Regions from separate parts of the Macaca mulatta genome. Here region 2 is linked to region 1. The links are chromatin contacts, called in public Hi-C maps. All regions are on one chromosome and are shown on one strand. The core of a region is the stretch at or near the end of the contact, and the rest is flanking DNA. Distances in the headings are between cores, read along the strand shown.

The links. A called contact is a pair of places that touch in the nucleus more often than the background predicts.
Region 2: a Hi-C map of liver shows a contact between it and region 1, with 4 times the contacts expected there. The contact joins the promoter of RTTN here to the promoter of LOC114673724 in region 1. A contact is called at or near these places in 3 of 14 Hi-C or Micro-C datasets (blood, fibroblasts and liver).

Annotation. Positions count from the first base shown.
Region 1 is chr18:10,260,720-10,264,744 of T2T-MMU8v2.0, reverse strand. It overlaps LOC114673724, which reads left to right and starts at 2,590. Exons shown (of 6, transcript XM_077974810.1): 1 at 2,590-2,715; 2 at 2,973-3,094.
Region 2 is chr18:10,486,069-10,490,455 of T2T-MMU8v2.0, reverse strand. It overlaps RTTN (rotatin), which reads right to left and starts at 1,494. Exons shown (of 49, transcript XM_077974806.1): 1 at 1,426-1,494; 2 at 901-1,088; 3 at 1-37. The coding sequence starts at 1,456.

The sequences.
Region 1 (4,025 bases), core at 1,341-3,840:
TATCTGCCTGACAATGGAATGTAGGAATTGTGTCACATCCAGAGGGTGCAGGTGGAGTTTTCTCAGGATGCTGCAGTGCAGGGTCAGTATGGGATTTAATAATATTTTGAGTGTAAGATAGAAGAATCAAGTTGGGAGGTTTTAGGAATAGTGAAGTTACCTCCCATAAAGTCCCTTTTCCAAGATTGCAGATACCATCATGTACTTAATAAAACTCTACTAATCAGAGATATGTGTTGTACAAATGAAACCTTGGATGGACAACAAGAAGTGTGAAAAAAGTTGAACTCAGGCCAGGCGCAGTGGTCCACGCCTGTAATCCCAGCACTCTGGGAGGCCAAGGCGGGCAGATCACGAGGTCAAGAGATCAAGACCTTCCTAGCCAACATGGTGAAACCCTGTTTCTACTAAAAATACAAAAATTAGCCAGGCGTGGTGGTGAGTGCCTGTAATCCCGGCTACTTGGGAGGCTGAGGCAGAAGAATTGCTTGAACCTGGGAGGTGGAGGTTGCAGTGAGCTGAGATCACGCCACTGCACTGCAGCCTGGCAACAGAGTGAGACTCCAACTAAAAGAAGAAAAAGAAAGTTGAACTCAATAGAAACCAAAGAAAGGCAAATAAAAATGTTAAGTAATTTTCCACTTGCCAATTTGGCAGAGAGTAGAAAGGAACAATAATGATCAGTATTTGTAAGGGTATCAGGAAATGTCAGCTCACACTGCTGTGATAAAAGTATAAACTGATGTGAGCTGTCATTCATTGCCTTCTCAAAGAGTATAATATATAAATATATATGGCAGTGTTTAAAACTGTAACTTATTATTTTTATTGCCCAGGAACTTCAAATAAAAACAATTTAAACATCTTCATAGCAATAAAATGGTACAATGGGCCAGGTGCAGTGGCTCACACCTGTAATCCCAGCACTTTGGGAGGCCGAAGCAGGCAGATCACCTGAGATAGGAGTTCAAGATTAGCCTGGCCAACATGGTGAAACCTTGTTTCTACTAAAAATACAAAAATTAGGCAGGAGTGGTAGCAGGTGCCTGTAATCCCAGCTACTCAGAGGCTGAGGCGGAAACTTGAACAAACATCTTTCATTAAAAGATATTCTTAGGTAAGCACTTTAGTATATTACAGGGACATAGTTTTTACTATTTCAACTGTAAAACATTAAGACATGACAATGGTGATTGTAAGTGTTTTGTAGGGGCATTGAAATAATGATTATGCTTTGTTTCATGAGAAAGCAGAGTGAAAAATTCCACATAACCTCTAATTACATAACTTAATAAAAAACATGAGAAGATTCTCTTTATTTTGGTTACACCTATCAATATAATTTTCATACAGTGCAAGTTATGGTATAGGGATTATGGTTGTCAACTGAAGAATGACAAGGTTCATAAATCTGGAAAGGGTTGCAGCCTGCAGGGTGGCCATCTGACAGGCTGGGAACACAGAAACAGACATTTTGAGGGAGGGGCAACAGGAACAGGAATATATGCTGAACGAGGTGCCTCAATATACATGTTTAATAAGCTACAGGAGAAGTCATGAATCTTTATGAATGAGGAAACATATGCATAAGCAATAAAGCTTCCTGCTTCTCCAAGGGATCCATGTTCAGAAAATGGCCATGTTAGCATGATCAGAGGACGGAGTGTTCGGCCTTCTGACTTCAAAAGGTGAACCAGAGGACACAGAAATCCTAACTGCACATTCCTTGTAGAGTCCATGGTCCGTGGTGTCTTATCAGGCAAAAAGGAGGGGCAGTGTCAGGTTGGTCAATAGTAGTGGAGTCATTTGAAAGACTGGTTTCTGTTTCGCTCTTAGGGAAGAAAGCCTAATGCTGGCCAGCAAGGGAGGGGCCCATTGAGGTGTGTCTACCCCATCCCGTCATGGCCAAGAACTCAGTTTTCAAGGTTACTCTGGGGTCTCCTGGGCCAAGAGGGGGTCCATTCAGTGAGTTGAAGGGTTTAGTATTTCATTTTTTATTTCTCGTGGGTTTTTCTAGCAGGCCAATAAAAAACAACAAACATGCATCGAAGAAGTACTGTGGCTGCCTTTTTTTTTTTTTTTTTTGAGACAGAGTTTCATTCTTGTTGCCCAGGCTGGAGTGCAATGGCTCGATCTTGGCTCACCACAACCTCCGCCTCTGGGTTCAAGTGATTCTCCTGCCTCAACCTCCCTAGTAGCTGGGATTACAGGCATGCACCACCACGCCTGGCTAATTTTGTATTTTTAGTAGAGACGGGATTTCTCCATGTTGGTCAGGCTGGTCTTGAACTCCCTACCTCAGGTGATCCGCCTGCCTTGGTCTCCCAAAGTGCTGGGATTACAGCCACCGCACCCAGTCCTGTGGCTGCCTAATATCTAATACTAATATTACCTAGGTATTACGAACTGAACTGTGTCTCCCCCAGATTGATATGTTGAAGCCTTAGCCCCCAACTGTGACTATAATTGAAGACAGGACCTATAAGGAGGTAATTAAGGTTAAATGAGGTCAGAAAGGTGGGGCTCTGGATAGATATCGTGTCCTTTCACGAAGAGATACCAGAGAGCCCTCTCTCTTTCCCCTGGACAGGCGCAGAAGGAAGAGGTCACGTGAGCCCACAGCAAGAAGGCTGCTATCTGCTGGCCAAGAGAAGTGTTCTCAGAATGACACCACCTTGTGGCCACCTTGATCTTGGACTTCCAGCTTACGGAACTGTGAGAAATACATTTTTGTTGTGGAAGTCACCCTGTTTATGATATTTTGTTATGGCAGCCTGAGCTATGATATATGGAATGCCTATTTATTATTTTTTAATGTCTATGTCAATCGTATCAGGTAGCTACTGTCATTAGCCCAATGTTGCAAACTGAGGTTTATGGAACTAACTTGTCCAATGTCACGCAGCTGGTCACTGGAAGAACCAGGAATTAAAGTCTTCTGATTCCAAATTTTTTTTTTTTCTTTTTTCGAGACGGAGTCTTGCTGTGTCATCCAGGCTGGAGAGCCATCGTGCGATCTCGGCTCACTGCAACCACTGCCTCCCAGGTTCAAACGATTCTCCTGCCTCAGCCTCCTGAGTAGCTGAGATTACAGGTGAGTGCCACCACGCCCAGCTGATTTTTATATTTTTAGTAGAGATACGATTTCGCCATGTTGGCCAGGCTGGTCTCAAACACCTGACCTCAAGTGATCCACTCACCTTGGCCTCCCAAAGTGCTGGGATAACAAGCCTGAGCCACCTCACCCTGCCTCTGATTTTAAATTCCATACTATTATGATTGCTCAGATTATTTTAATTTTTTCAGTAATGTGTTACTTTCATCATTGAACCTCGTAAATAGTTGTGTAACTTTTGGTTTTCCCATCACCTAAAATAAAACAGTACATTACTAAAACTGCTGTAGCTTTACTTTAACTGTTTATTTTTCAAAACATCAGTAATTATATTTCAGTGAGTTGTCTTGATTTTATATGGCTGGGTATAGAAAGAAGAGTAACTCCACTTTACAGATGGCATGGCCAGGAATAATCATGGTTCCCGTCGTTTTTGGCCGGAGAATTTTAAAAGAATATTGAAAAAAATTAGTGCTTTAGAGGAGATTATGCTAATGATTCTGCTATCGGCAGGTCACCCCAAGAGAAATAAGTCTCAGCCCATCAACTTGCTGATGCTACAGCTTCTCTGAGAGAGGTGAGGATGTTCTCAAAGTAGGCAAGAATACTCATTATTGAAAAGGTAAAACATGATTTAAAAGACTGGTGAGAAAAGTTGTTTTCTAGAAGCACAACAAACATCACGAGGAAGCCATGTTGCTTATCTGCAGGCTTTGATATTTCTGTGTTGGATTAGTCTTTGATATTTGGAAATCAGATCATCATTATTGGAGCAGTGGTGTTCTTAATGAGGGAAAAAAAAAACATCTAAAGCGAACTAAATGGTGGAGAGGAAAGTCTGTAAATGTTAAGAGGTGAGTTGGGAATGCATGGAGGAGCTCTGACTTGGAGCCAATTCGAATAGGACTGA
Region 2 (4,387 bases), core at 245-2,744, 230 kb before region 1:
CACCAAGGTCAACCAAATGCTGGACTGCTGGGGGATACTAAAATAAGAAGAGGATGATCTTGAGAATAACTCTATCAAAATCTCTAAACCTTAACTTACAGCAATCAAAACATAAAATTATTTTTGGTATATCGGATGTTCCTTTTCTGAAAAACAAATCCTTCATGGCTCTGCCCCGAAGTAAGGCACTTCCATGAGGAGTACATACTCATAGAGACATACAACCAACACTTGATAACGTTTATGAAAGATGAGCCAACACACTGAACACTAGAAATGCACATTATCAATCCCTACTCTTATTTTTGTAATGGGTTACTTTTTTCCACTGACGCTCACCTTCTGGTCCCAGCCCCAGCCGGTTACCATGATGTCAAAGTAGTAAGATTCCTCTACCGTTGTACAGTGATTTCGTTTTGAAAGGTTAAACTTACACTTTGATATCTGACCCTGACAGCTAACTACTCTTGAGGTAGGCATAAGAATACCAATCTAAAAGCATACGGGGAAGCAACTTAACATTAGTATTTATGAATCACGGTTATGTAACATTATTTTTAAACGTGCTCCCTTTCATATTGACACATCTAATTTTTAAGATGTAAATATCAGAAAATAAAAACAGAATACAAATATTAACCTCCAAAGATAACTCCAAAAATCAGAATACACCAAATCTCAAAAGAAGTTCTGTGTTACTTCTGAACACGGCAGAGACTCTGTGGGATTCAGTATCACAAATAAAAGATGAGCAATATATACCCAGATGAATTAAACATCTCTGGTTGTTTAAAAAAAAAAAACCCTTTAACCCCAATTATTTAACTTTCAATAAACGCTACAATTAAAAGACTAAGAAACAGTCACTCGTCTGATTATTTTATTTCAAAATGATCCTACCTTAACCAATCTGCTTAACAAGTTCAGAACCTCTTCCTTCACTGGAACGGACGGGAAATTGAACCATTCCAGCAAATGAAGAAAAAGTTGCCTCTCCTGAATGAGATCAGCGTAGCAGATTAAGTTGTGCTCAATCTTGCAGAGAATACTCTTGAGAGCGCGCTCCCTGATCTCGGCCAGCTGATGACCTGTCAACGAACGGCACAAAACTATTTTAGTTCCCCACTGCAAAGAGACGCCCACCCAGATTTCATTCTAAAACTACGTTACTTATGCTATGAGCAGGAGCGGCGTGAAGATGGAATAAACCAGTTTTTTCAGAAGCAGGCCGCTGGTGCCTTCGGGACGCCAACCGCGGAGTTTACACAAAGTCCGAGATGGGTCCCCGAGGGCTACCCGGGCAAAGCGGGGGCGAAAGAGGCAGCGGTCGCGGAGTGGCCGGCCGCGGAAACGTGACACGACCATTCTCAGCAAGTGGCCAGGGCAGGGGAGGGTGCCTTAGGCGAGGGGCAACCTGACAGTTACCGAGTTTTCTGATGAGCCCCGCCAGGACCATCTCGTCCCATCAATCGGCAGCCGCCGGAGAGTTAAACTGCCGCGCCACTGAGTCCGGCCACAATTAATGTCTCCCGGAAACACGTCCTGTGGGACGGTGGGTTCCGCAACGCCTGCGCTCACTAGGAGTAGGAGGCATTCCGTGAGCCGTTCGCGGGCCCCGCGTCGCCAGGAGAGCTTCCAGCCTTTCTAGAATCACTACTGCGCACTTCCTGGACAGCAGTCTCCGTCGCAAGAAGAGGGAAAAAAAAAAAAGAAAGCAACAAGCAGGGGTAGAACCGGCGTTGGCCGCCGCGCACGTCGGGAGTTGTAGTTCTGGCTGGGTCGTGCGTCCTGCACCCAGCTCCGGTCCCGCCGCGGCGCCCGCTGGCCTGGGGTTCCGGCTTACAGCGCGGGAATTCAGGAACCCAGCGCGGGCTGCAAGAGGCCCCGACAGGAGCCCCGCCTCCTCGCTCAGCGACGGATTCGTTCTTGGCCCTGCCAGTATGATTCTCAGCTCCCAGAACTTCACGATTTAGAATGTAGACTTTTGCTTTGTGACAGTTCTTCCCATCCCCGACTACTAAATGACGGACCCTCTTTAACTGTGAAATGTACCTGCAAAGTCAAGCAGTGCCTTTGGATACCCAAGTTCAGATATGAACAAGCAAGCTACAAAAGCGGGGTGGGCGGGTATGAATGAGCAGAAGAGAGAAACCGGGCTGCAAAAAGGAAAATAAAGGCGGGACTTGGGTGTATGATTTGCTGAATGCCACCAAAGTTGATTTTTTGCACCGTGCACAGTAATCGAGCTGAGCAAATCATTTTTTTTTTCTTTTTTTTTTTTTTTTTTTTTAATTCAAAGCAGCGGTAAGATCAACAACAAAATTGCATTTGGAAAATGATTTGCATTTTAGAGAGCATTTTCTCGCTCTGATCCTTTCACTTTCCCGGGGAAAGGGATGTCAAGGCAGGTAAAGTGGGCCCTCGGTATCCCTAGGTAATTGGTTCTAGGACCCCCGTAAATACCCAAATCCACCCATGCTTAAGTCTGTTTTATAAAATGGTGTCATATTTGCATATAACCTACACACATCCTCCTGTATACTTTTAAGTCATCTCTAGATTGCTTACAATACCTAATACAATGTAAATGCTATGTAAATAGTTGTTACACTGTACTTTTTATTCATACTATTTTTTAATTGTTGTATTGTTATTTTCAATTGTGGGGTTTTTTCCCCCGAATATTTTCCATCCCCTGTGTGTTGAATTCTCTGTGTGCAACCAGTGGACAGCAGAGGCCTACTGTATTCCCATTCCTATTTTGCCAGAGAGGAATCACAGAAGTACCCCCACACAGTCACGTTAACTAGCAAGTAACAGATTGAGGACCTGACCTGATGTTTCTTTGTTCTATTCATAGTACCCTGCTGCCTCCTCTTGTGTGTAGATAAGAGAGTGATGGTATTTGAGTTGGATCTTAAAGAGTAAGTAGGAGTTTGCCACACAAAGAAGTTGGGTAAGGGAATTCCTGCTAGAGAAAACTGTATTTGCAAATGCAAGAACTCAGAGGGAGTGTGTCAAATTCGGGAAACGAACAAAATTCAAGGTGGCCATATTATCTCGAGGAAGAAGAGAGGAAGGGCGAGAGAGCTGCTAGCATGCTGGATATTCTCCATTCCACCTTCTAGCGGTTCCAACTCTTCCAGCTCTTCATCAACTGACCTCAACAGGCGAAAAGACCGCACTATCCAGGCTGCCTTGCCCTCTGGCTTCCAGTTGGCTGCCGCCAATAGGAGACATCAGCAGGAAACTGGAAAGTAGGAGGAAAGAGACACGGATATTAAACCAAGATTCCACTAGCCCATGCCTAAGCCTGCCTGGCCAAGATTGTAACAGTGGCTGAATTCCTTGACCCAAAGACCACATCTCCTGATGGATAGTGTACCACAGTGGACGCTGCAGAACCAGTTACACCAGCTCAGAGTGTCTGTAGTTATCCAGGCATGAAGGTATTAATTACAGATTTGAAGTGTCAAGGTCAAAAAACATAACAGTACAGAAAAATAATAGAAATGACTTGTCAATGATATTTCTGAGATGAACGATCTTAGATGATGAGACTGTAAATGCAGTGGGTAAGGAGTGATAATACTGTGGAAGAAATATAAAAAATCCATTGACTTAAAATAAGCATGTTACGGCCAGGCGCGGTGGCTCAAGCCTGTAATCCCAGCATTTTGGGAGGCTGAGACGGGTGGATCACGAGGTCAGGAGATCGAGACCATCCTGGCTAACACGGTGAAACCCCATCTCTACTAAAAAATACAAAAAACTAGCCGGGCGAGGTGGCGGCGCCTGTAGTCCCAGCTACTCGGGAGGCTGAGGCAGGAGAATGGCGTAAACCCGGGAGGTGGAGCTTGCAGCGAGCTGAGATCCGGCCACTGCACCCCAGCCTGGGCAACATAGCAAGACTCCATCTCAAAATAAATAAATAAATAAATAAGCATGTTACAAGTAAAATGGGGGTCAAACTATGAAAGGGTTTTACTTATGTTGCACCCGAGGTCAACATAAACATTTATTTTCTTTTATTTTCATTGTTGAGCATATATTGCTCCTGTAATTAGACAAAAATAATTATATCCTATTCATTACATTCAAAGCAAATAAATTATTCTCCTATTAGACTTGATTTGTCAATTTTTCCTAAAAAAAAATCTTCAATTTATTAATTCTGCTATTTAAAAACACACACATATATTCCAGTGTATTAACTGTATTTTTTTTTACCAATTACTTCGCTCTGTCGCCCAGGCTGGAGTGTAGTGGCGTGATTTCCGCTCACTGCAACCTCTACCTCCTAGGATCAAGCGATTTTTCTGCCTCCGCCTCACGAGTAGCTGGGATTATAAGCATGCACCACCACACCAAGCTAATTTTTGTATGT